2 separate regions of the Sus scrofa genome follow, and region 2 is linked to region 1. Evidence: chromatin contacts called from public Hi-C data. All regions are on one chromosome and are shown on one strand. The core of a region is the stretch at or near the end of the contact, and the rest is flanking DNA. Distances in the headings are between cores, read along the strand shown.

The links. A called contact is a pair of places that touch in the nucleus more often than the background predicts.
Region 2: a contact with region 1 is called in a Hi-C map of liver, with 3 times the contacts expected there. The contact joins two enhancer-like sites. A contact is called at or near these places in 4 of 47 Hi-C or Micro-C datasets (liver, mesenteric adipose tissue, retroperitoneal adipose tissue and 1 more).

The regions. Positions count from the first base shown.
Region 1 is chr1:223,700,455-223,705,150 of Sscrofa11.1, forward strand. No RefSeq gene overlaps it. Among named protein-coding and RNA genes, the nearest start is that of KLF9, 45 kb to the right of the region's middle. Within about 2 kb of position 1,362, at least 13 of the 83 cell types and tissues checked have an H3K27ac peak or open chromatin away from gene starts, as enhancers often do. A contact at or near this core is called in liver, where this site is marked.
Region 2 is chr1:223,878,065-223,882,775 of Sscrofa11.1, forward strand. All of the region lies in intron 23 of TRPM3 (transient receptor potential cation channel subfamily M member 3), which reads right to left. Among named protein-coding and RNA genes, the nearest start is that of KLF9, 130 kb to the left of the region's middle. Within about 2 kb of position 3,402, at least 7 of the 83 cell types and tissues checked have an H3K27ac peak or open chromatin away from gene starts, as enhancers often do. A contact at or near this core is called in liver, where this site is marked.

The sequences.
Region 1 (4,696 bases), core at 112-2,611:
ACATGGAGGAACTGAGACTCTCCTACAAGTCTGGTGGGAAAGTAGAATGATATAACCACTTTGGAAAACAATTTGCCAGTTTCTTAAGCAGTTAAATATACATGTGCCATAAAATACAACTATTCTATTCCTCGGTATTTCGAGAGAATTGAAAGCCTATGTCCATAGAGAGATTTTTACATAAATGTTTATAGAAGCTTTCTTTGTAATATCCAAGTACCCATCAATAGATGAATGGATAAACAAGGTATGGTATATCCATGCAATGGAATATTATATGGATAGAGATCAAAATAATTATACTGAGCAAGGGAGACAGACCCCCCCTCCCCAAAATAAATAGAACTATATTCTTTTATTTATACAAAATTCTTAAAAATATAAACCAATTTATAGCGTCAGAAAACAATCAGTGGTTGCCTGGGTAGGTGGCAGAGGTGAGTAGAAAGGAATGAGATGGAGCAATTATAAAGGGGCACGAGAAAATTTTGAGGCTGCTGGTAGATAAGTTCATTACCTTGATTGTGATTGTTTTCATGAGGGGTATACACATGTCAAAATAAACTGTGCACTTTAAATATATGCAGTTTCTTGTATGTCAGTCATATCTCACCAAAGCTGTTAAAAACATTAAAACCATTGATTTGATAAGATATTGAGAACTTAAAAAAAAAATCAACCTGACCATCCCTATTAACAGAGAAAAAGAGACTTTGATAATTAATAAAGAGATTCTCATTCCAGAGCAAATCATACCATGAAGGCTATTTCTTGCAAAGTTTTGCTTACCTGTTTGTTGGGTTTTTTTTTTTTTTTTTTTTTTGCCTTATCTATTGTTTTTTTCTGTTTGTTTTGTGGGTTTTTTTTTTTGTTTGTTTTTTAGGGCTGTAGGAGCGCTGTATGGAAGTTCCCAGGCTGGGAGTCCAATCAGAGCCACAGCCACACCAGATTTGAGTAGGGTCTGCAACCTATACCACAACTCATAGCAACGCCAGATCTTAACACGCTGAGCAGGGCCAGGGATCAAAACTGCGTCCTCATGGATACTATTCAGATTTGCTTCTGCTGAGTCACAATGGGAACTCCATGCCTTATCTATTGTTGATACCAGTTCCTGGGGGGTCTCCATAAGAGGGTTTTGATATAGAATAAGCAAAAATCAATGTCTAAAAGCCATCTAGAAGACATCCTCTCATTTAAAATTAAAAATGATCTATTTATCATCATTACAGAGGGAGGAGAAGAATTTCTTTACTGATGATTATAACCCATACTTGTTATTAAGCGTGGAATTAAAGCAGTCTCAGCTAAACTTGGAGTTGGGACAAGCCTGTAGGGGGAGCTCTCATGGGCTCTACGCATTATCACTTACTCCAGACAGTAAGTAACCTATGCATACATCTGGGACAGGAAAGTGAAAGTGTTGCCTACATTACTATTAGGCAGGAAGAAGAGAACGCTGCCCCATGACAGTCCAGCCAATCAGAAACTGTAGCAGCCTAATCAATGAGAAGCCTTCAGACTTTGGACTCTCAGCTTCCTCCAAGGGATTTTTTATTTACTAGAGCCCCTTCCACCCCTCCTCTTTTTCCTATAAAAAGCAAGTTCCCCTTCCTTGCTTCCGGATTCACTTACGGTCCCCCATGCCTCATATATTCTAAATTACAATTCCTCTGGCTCTCCTGGAATAAACCTGCTTTTGCTGGTAAAATAACTATCATATTATTAAAATGGACAGAATTTATAGCCAAAGTCTAGTCTTAAAAATCATTACTGAGTATATAAACAAGAAGAGTAGAATGTTCAGCTTAGTGAATTGATTTCCTTTGGGTCTTACAAGGGTATTAGGTCTATTCCTTCTTTTATATTCTAATGTGGAAATATAAAACTACTTTATATAAAACCTGGATTCATTTTGCAAAAATAAATAGGATGTCTTTGGAACCCATAGAGATCAGGTGGAAAGACTGTTCATTATCTGCCCTCCTGCCTCAGCTGTAGCTTCCAAATGGAAGAAACATCTTTACAGAGAGGTGTGTTACCATGAAGTGCAGTTCTCTGTTGGATTGGGGTCTAAGGAAAACATAGGCGAAAGAGGGCTGGGATATGTCTCAGAGAGCATCACCTAAAGCAGATGAACCAGAGGACAGGACACAAAAGCTTGTTCTCTTGCTTGGACTTTGCTTTTTGACTGTTCTTCAGCATATTCTGGAATTGTGGTACAAAATTACTTGTCATCTGGTGATAACTCTCATCACATTGTTTGTGCTGCTCAGTTCCAAACATTGTGGCTCTTCAGAAACTAAATGTTGAGGAATTTACATCAAGAACACTGAAGCAACCTGTGAGATGTATGGAATATTAAAAACTGTTAAAATATGGGATTGTGGAACCTTCCTACACTACTGGTGGGAATGCAAATTGGTAAAACCACTATAGAAAACAGTATTATATTCCTGAAAACTAAATATAGAACTACCATATGATCTAGCAATCCCACCCCTGGGCATATAGCTGGACAAAAGTTTCTTTCAAAAAGATATATGCATCCCTATGGTCGCTGCAGCACTATTCACAATAGCCAAGACAGGGAAACAACCTAAATGTCCATCAATAGATGAATGGATTAAGAAGATGTGGTACATATACACAATGGAAGACTACTCAGCCATAAAAAGAACAAAATAATGCCATTTGTAGCAACATGCTTGCAACCAGAGATTCTCATTACTATGTGAAGTAAGTCAGAAAGAGAAAGACAAATACCATATGATTTCACTTATATGTAGAATCTAAAATGTGGCATAGGTGAACTTGTCTACAAAACAGAAACAGACTCACCAACGTGGAGAGCAGACCTGTAGTTGCCAAGGGGGAGAGGGAGGGAGTGGGATGGACTGGGATTTGGGGGTTAGTAGATGGAAACTATTGCATTTGGAATGGAGAAGCAATGAGGTGCTGCTTTGTAGCACAGGGAACTATATCCAATCACTTGTGATAGAGCATGATGGAGAATGGTATGAGAAAAAGAATGACTGGGTCACTTTGCTCTACAGCAGAGATTGACAGAATATTGCAAACCAACTATACTTTAATAAAAAAAACCCTTAAAAACCTGGGATCAGGATTGGCTGCTATAGGCATAGATTTGGTATGAATACACAAATAATAATGCCGTTCTTTGAGACTGGCTTGAAACAATCATTTGAAGAGAGACACCTCCCCAAATCCCAACAAGAACAACAACAATGTGGAAATGAAGTGATTCTAAGCAGTTATTGGATAAATGCGTCCCACTTACTGTGTGTGAACCTCTTCTTTTAAAAACAGTTAAAAGATTATGTCCATAAACCCTGTCTGAATTAGAACAGTATCAAGCATCACTTGAAAATACTTTACTTCTAATACTATCTTATTGTTAAAGTATCTTTAATTTTGCCAAAGCAATTTCATTATCTCTTTCACACAGGTTTTAATTGTAAAAGCTGTTTTAACATTTTACACATTTACATACAATTTCCTCCATCACCCAGCCAAGAAATTTTCCACAAACATTGCATTTTTTAACACAATACACATATGGCCATTATTTTTCCCTTTTCTCTCTTTTTTTAAAAAAATTCTCAAGTGTATTTTGCACTTTGGTTCCATTCTTCTGATGCATACACATTTGTAAACTTTCGCATTTCTATTCTTTTTAAGATTCATTGTCCTTCTTCTCCTCTCTTGCTTGAAAAATATGCCTTAATGAGTAGCAAAGAAAAGCATCTTGGTATAAGACAGCCTGGAGGATTTGGAGCCATGAAGGCAGCCTGTACGTAGATGCTGCCTTCAATGCCTACCTTGGACCAGTGACAGAACACCTCTGTTTCTATTTCAGCATCTGTAAAGTGGAGATAGAAATGGTATCTACCTCCCAGAGTTGTTGCAGGGATTAAATGAGATAACACATGTTCCAAGACAGAGCCACCCTCACTCCTCCATTTTTGTCAAGTACTCTCAAAATCTTTTTATATTAATATATTAATACAAACAATGAACTCCAGACTCTGTGCTCAATAAGTTAGATATACTATATTATTTAACCATACAGGCATTGTGTAAGTCCTGGTATCATCTGCAGCTTGTAGAGAAGGTAACTTTAAGGCTTATGAATATCAGGTCTCTTATTTACTCAGAGTTACACAGTAAGTGGCAGGGCTGAGATTTGAGCCTATCTTGTTTCAGAGACCAAGCCTTGCTTTTCTGACTGCCTTTGTATTCAATTTTTGTATCTGACTGATCTCCCTCGACTTCTTCTGGAGGGGATCATATTTTCCTTGTTCTTTTTAAGATGTATTTTCTAACTTTGATTTGATATTGGTCTTATCACCTCAAATATTTGCCAAGCAAAATGGATACAAAAAAATTAATACTGATATGAAAAGCCTTTTTGTACAAAAATCTTTCCTATGAGCTCCCATGCTTGCCTCACACTTCAATTTCTATAGCCATTTTCTGACATTGTAGCAACCTTGCCTGCCAATTCATTGACTCCTTAAATCATCTTCAGGATTACCTGGCATTTTGAATTCATTTTTTTCATCTTTCCCAAGCCTTTGTCATACTTTATCTTTGTCAATTGGGTATTTTTCTCTCCAGAGCCATACTTCCTCCTTACCAGTCTTAAAACATAGAGCAACAGAAATTCAGAATT
Region 2 (4,711 bases), core at 2,152-4,651, 180 kb after region 1:
GTATATTCAATGACTTGTTGTATAATAGAACCGCATGCGCCGTGTACAGCTCCTCTGGTCGTTGAACGTTATGTTCCTCAGGTGGCATCAGTGACTTTGAAGTACTTGTCAGCAACTGGATTTCCTGGAACAGTACTGTAACCACTCAGTTCACAGTGGCATTTTACTTCTAAAGTCCTTATTCAGAATATTAAAAAGGGCAGGCCACGGACTCCATTGCTTTGCTTTAAGGACTGTGATTTTGTAAAGCTGGATCCCATGATCTACTCAGGAGAGTCACTGGCTCCAGCAAATGCTTAAAAACGGTTTTGAATTCAGTCCATAGTGTTAAGTTGGTCAGTAACTGCAACTATTGAGTCTGATCAATAGTGAGGGTAGTTCTTCCTTCTTCATCCCAGATGATGAGCTGAACTGGCTGAACCGGACAATTTCACAGGACTTCTGAGATCACTCTAGCCACTTCCTCTGATCATGCCAGGTGATGCTTTTTTCATCCAAAAAAAAAAAAAATTACAGGAACTTCTCAGATACAAAATTGGGAAGGGAAGTGTTGAAGTTTGTTAGACCCTACCTGGATCTGCAGAATATCTGGTGAATTCTGAGTAAGTTAGGCCTCTGAGTGCTCCTCATTCTTCATTGCAATGGAAGCTAGGTTTATTCCATCCCAAACAGCCCGAGAGCTGTTTGCTAAAAGTGGCTTGTCATTTGACCATGCTGACACTATCATTGCATGATGTCCTAACTTGGTCTTTGGTCTGAAGATCATATGAGTGAGCAGAGTGGAGAGAGATGTTGTGAAACTCCATGGGGGATGGCAGAAGGGGGCCTGGAACGCTTTGTTCCTGGCATCAGTTTGTGAGGACTTGGGATTTTTCCAGATCTGTCCTTCAGGGCTTTACAGATGTTGACGGCAACCATCTTGCACCATTTTGCTTTGAGAAGCAACAGTAAGAAGGTGAATTTGGGATTCCAACAGACCAGGTTTTCCTGATCTCTGCACTACCGACATTTTGGGTTGGGTGATTTTTTTGGCTTGGGAGGCTGTCCTGGGCACCAGAGGATGTGCCGTAGCATCCCTGGCCTCTACCACTAGGTGCCAGTAGCATCTTTCAAGTTGTGACAAACAAAAACACTTCTAAGCAGTGCTCAATGTCCCCCAGGGGTGAAGGGTGGGGCTAAATTGCCCCTGGTTGAGAGCCAGTGGGGTAGATCTAACTGTGGGAGATCCTGTGGTCACAAGAAAACTTCTTTGAGGGTATTCCAGCTTCTGTTGGCTGTTCTCGGGCTTTTTAAATCTTTGAGCTTCCCGGGAAATAGATTTTCAATGGACCTGAAGATAACAAAGGGTGAACTAGAGCAAGAGGTGAGAGAAGGTGGTACCTGAATGCTGTGACTCCTCTCCTCTGTACCTGTGAGCCTCTGAGCAGGGAGAGGCATGGTATAGATGAGGAGAAATCTGGATGAACTGGAGAAGCTGGAGTTGGGAACTCCAGCACCTACAGACTGAACTGGGGGAGCTTGAGGCTTTTGGAACTTCAAGTAATCCTGATATTTAAATTCAGGCATCAGCGATTTATTGCAGACAGCATAGAAGACGGTTTTTGGAGGCAAGCCGGGCATCTGCCAAGGCCCTTGGCAAAACTGCAATGTAGGCATAGCTGTTTTGCCACCACCTCTCTTTCTGAACTTTTCCCACACCCCGTCTCACTTTCCCTGCCCTCCAGGTACACAGTCGCCTCATGATTCCCTCTGGCTGCTCAAAGTCTGCCTCACCCTCCAGAGCCATCTGCTTTCCTGCCCCCATCTTAACTTTCCTTCCCTGAATGCTGATTTAGGCTATTTTGAGGGTTAACATTAAAGGTTCAAATACTTCACACTAAGGGGAGAAGAGTCAGTAGGTTTAACCTATTCCAGGGGATGTTGTGAGTCTTTGAAACTTGCTACTCCTCTTCTAGAAGACACTGCAGAACAAAGGACTTTTCTATGGCTCATCTAGTTTCCCTGAAATGAACATATTTTCCAGGCACAATATCCCTACTTGGCACACACAACCTGTGAATTCTATAAACCAGAGCCTCAGCTTGGAAAGGAGTGCCTCACAAGGTCAAGACTGTATTTCCCATGAGAAAAGATCCAAATTCCCTAGCCTGGCATACAAAGTTTTTATAATCCATCTTTTAAACCCCTCCTCCATTCATTCACTCAAATATGGTGGAAAACATGGACAAGTCCAGCAGGGGATACATATAAGAAACCAGACAAAAAGAATATGGTGCCATGTGTAAACCCAAGGCAGGTAAAGGAGGCTTGGGAGTATCTTGCAGGGCAGGGGACAAACCCCTAACTGACTGGTCCAGGGAAGGAGTCTCACTTATCTGCTGTCTCCATATGCCTATACCTGGCACACCTTGTCATGCTGTCTAGCTTTGTACATGATGGTGTCTGTCTAGAAAGCCCTTTCATGATCTATCTAGGAAACTCTTAATAGCCTTTATGAACCAGCTTAATTTCTCTGACTGTACTTTGCCCTCTTGTTTTTCTCTGCTTCACCATGTCCCCCTCCCACCCAACCCACCCTCAAATAAAAGTGTGTTCTTTCCTTTGAGCTAAGTTCTTATACAGCACCTTATGGAAATATATATCCTACTGACTTGCAATGACTTGTTTACTTGTCAATCATCCCCATTAAACTTTTGTTAAAGCCAAGGCAATAATGCATGTCTCTTAAATCTTTAGCACCTAGCACAGAGTCTAGCACACACAGTGCTCAGTGAATGTCACTGAATGAATGAACCCACTCAAACTAGAATGTGGAAAATGTGATGGCAGGATGTCTGTTTTATCCCTTTTTATATTACATTGTGAGATAGATCATATACAGATTGGAGCCCATGAAACATATATATCCAGAGTAAAATGAAAACCCATGTAAGGACAACCCAGGTCAAGAAATAGCCCCCTCTAGTTTGAATGCATCAGAGGATGTTGTTTACTTGAACTGAGTGTGTCACTACGGCAAAGACACCAAATTCTGTATCTGACCTGAAGTTATTGGGGTCTTCTGCCAAGCATGTCCTCATCTTGAACCTCTGGCCTGATATTATAGATACCAAATACTTGGCTGAATGCCAGGTAATTCCAAACATCCCTTGCCAGACATCATCTGAAATCTAGTGGCAGGAAGCTATTCGCTCCACTGGACAGTATCTTGAGAAGATCTTGAGCATCTTCCTTCCCCCTCCTTACTGAGGCTGCAGGCTTATGTGGACTCTGTCACATTTGAGAAAAACAATTAACATGTGAGTCTTGCTGGGATTGTCTGCTAATATTTAACCTGGGTGGTGGATCAGTCTATTTTTGTTGTTGTTAACATAGATCAGTTAAAATCTTGCCGTGTTATCAGAAGGGATGTACTCTGCTCTGCTGAGTGTAAATCAGCCATCTGCCTCACTGCATTTGGTCAGAACACTGTGCCTGTGCAAAGGCCCCTGGTTACGGGATGCATGGCAACCACTTCCAGCAATGCGGAGCTGGCAGGGCTCTCTGCATGGGTCTCATCCGGGCCCACTGCTGGGCTCCAATAGCTCTCTCTTCCTTCCTCAGCTGCCCTCCACAATCAAGGGCCTGCCTTCCCTCCCTGGTTTCCCTCCTCCTTCCTGACTCGTCTCTCCCTCTCTTTCTTCCCATCTTCCTTATAGCTGTCCAACCATCAATCTCTGCACATAGTCTAGAATAACTTGCTCAATAAATACTTCTTGAATCAGGCTGTAATTCTCTTCTCGAATACAAATTCAGCTAAATTGCAGGAAGTTATCAATTCTACGATCCCATCTGAGTTCATTTTTCCTTGTGTGTGTGGGGGGGCATGAATCTATGATCATTACATTTAATCCAAATTTTAAATTCCTTGATAATAAACCTAATTCCTTTTCGTTTTTCTATTGAAAAATTTCAAATTCCTTTATATGTATCATCAAAATCTTTTTTTTTTTCAGATTGTGTAAAAGCAAATAACAACTTTACTCTCTATTCCTTATTTCAAGGTTTTTTTTTCATGCTCCAAATATTTTCTGAGCACCTACTTTGTGCCACACACACTTGAAGTGCTGAGGCGACAGCAGGAAACAAGGAAGATGTGTTTCCTGTTCTCACAGAGTTGGTATTCTAAAGGATTCTTATATTCTAGAATGGAGCTGCTCAATGAGGTAGCCATTGGCAATGATCAGCTATTTAAATGAAAAATTAGTTAAAATGAAACAAAATTAAAAATTCTCTTTCTCATTCACACTGGCCACACACATTTCAAGGGCTCACTAGCCCCATGTGACTAGAAGATATGGTATTAAGACAGTGCAGGTCTAGATCAGTTCCATCATCTCAGAAGATTCCACTGGACAGGGCTATTCTAGAAAAACTTGCCACACCCACTACCATTCTAAGAGTTTAAGAAATCCCTGTAGCAGTGCCGTTAGATGATGTACTATGACATCAGACCATGATTCTTTCACATACCATCCTCCGTTTGAAATGCAGAGATTACATCTAGCATGCCTGGTGCCAATGTTTATTTTTATTGGGGACATCCTGTTGTATGTACAAGATTGTTAATTCAGTGTGGTGGGATAGCATTTTCAACTGCTCACTCATTTTTCCTGCCTGTCTTTCAAGCGGGTATTGGCTCTGTGTTGGGGAAGAAGGGGTTGCAAGGTGG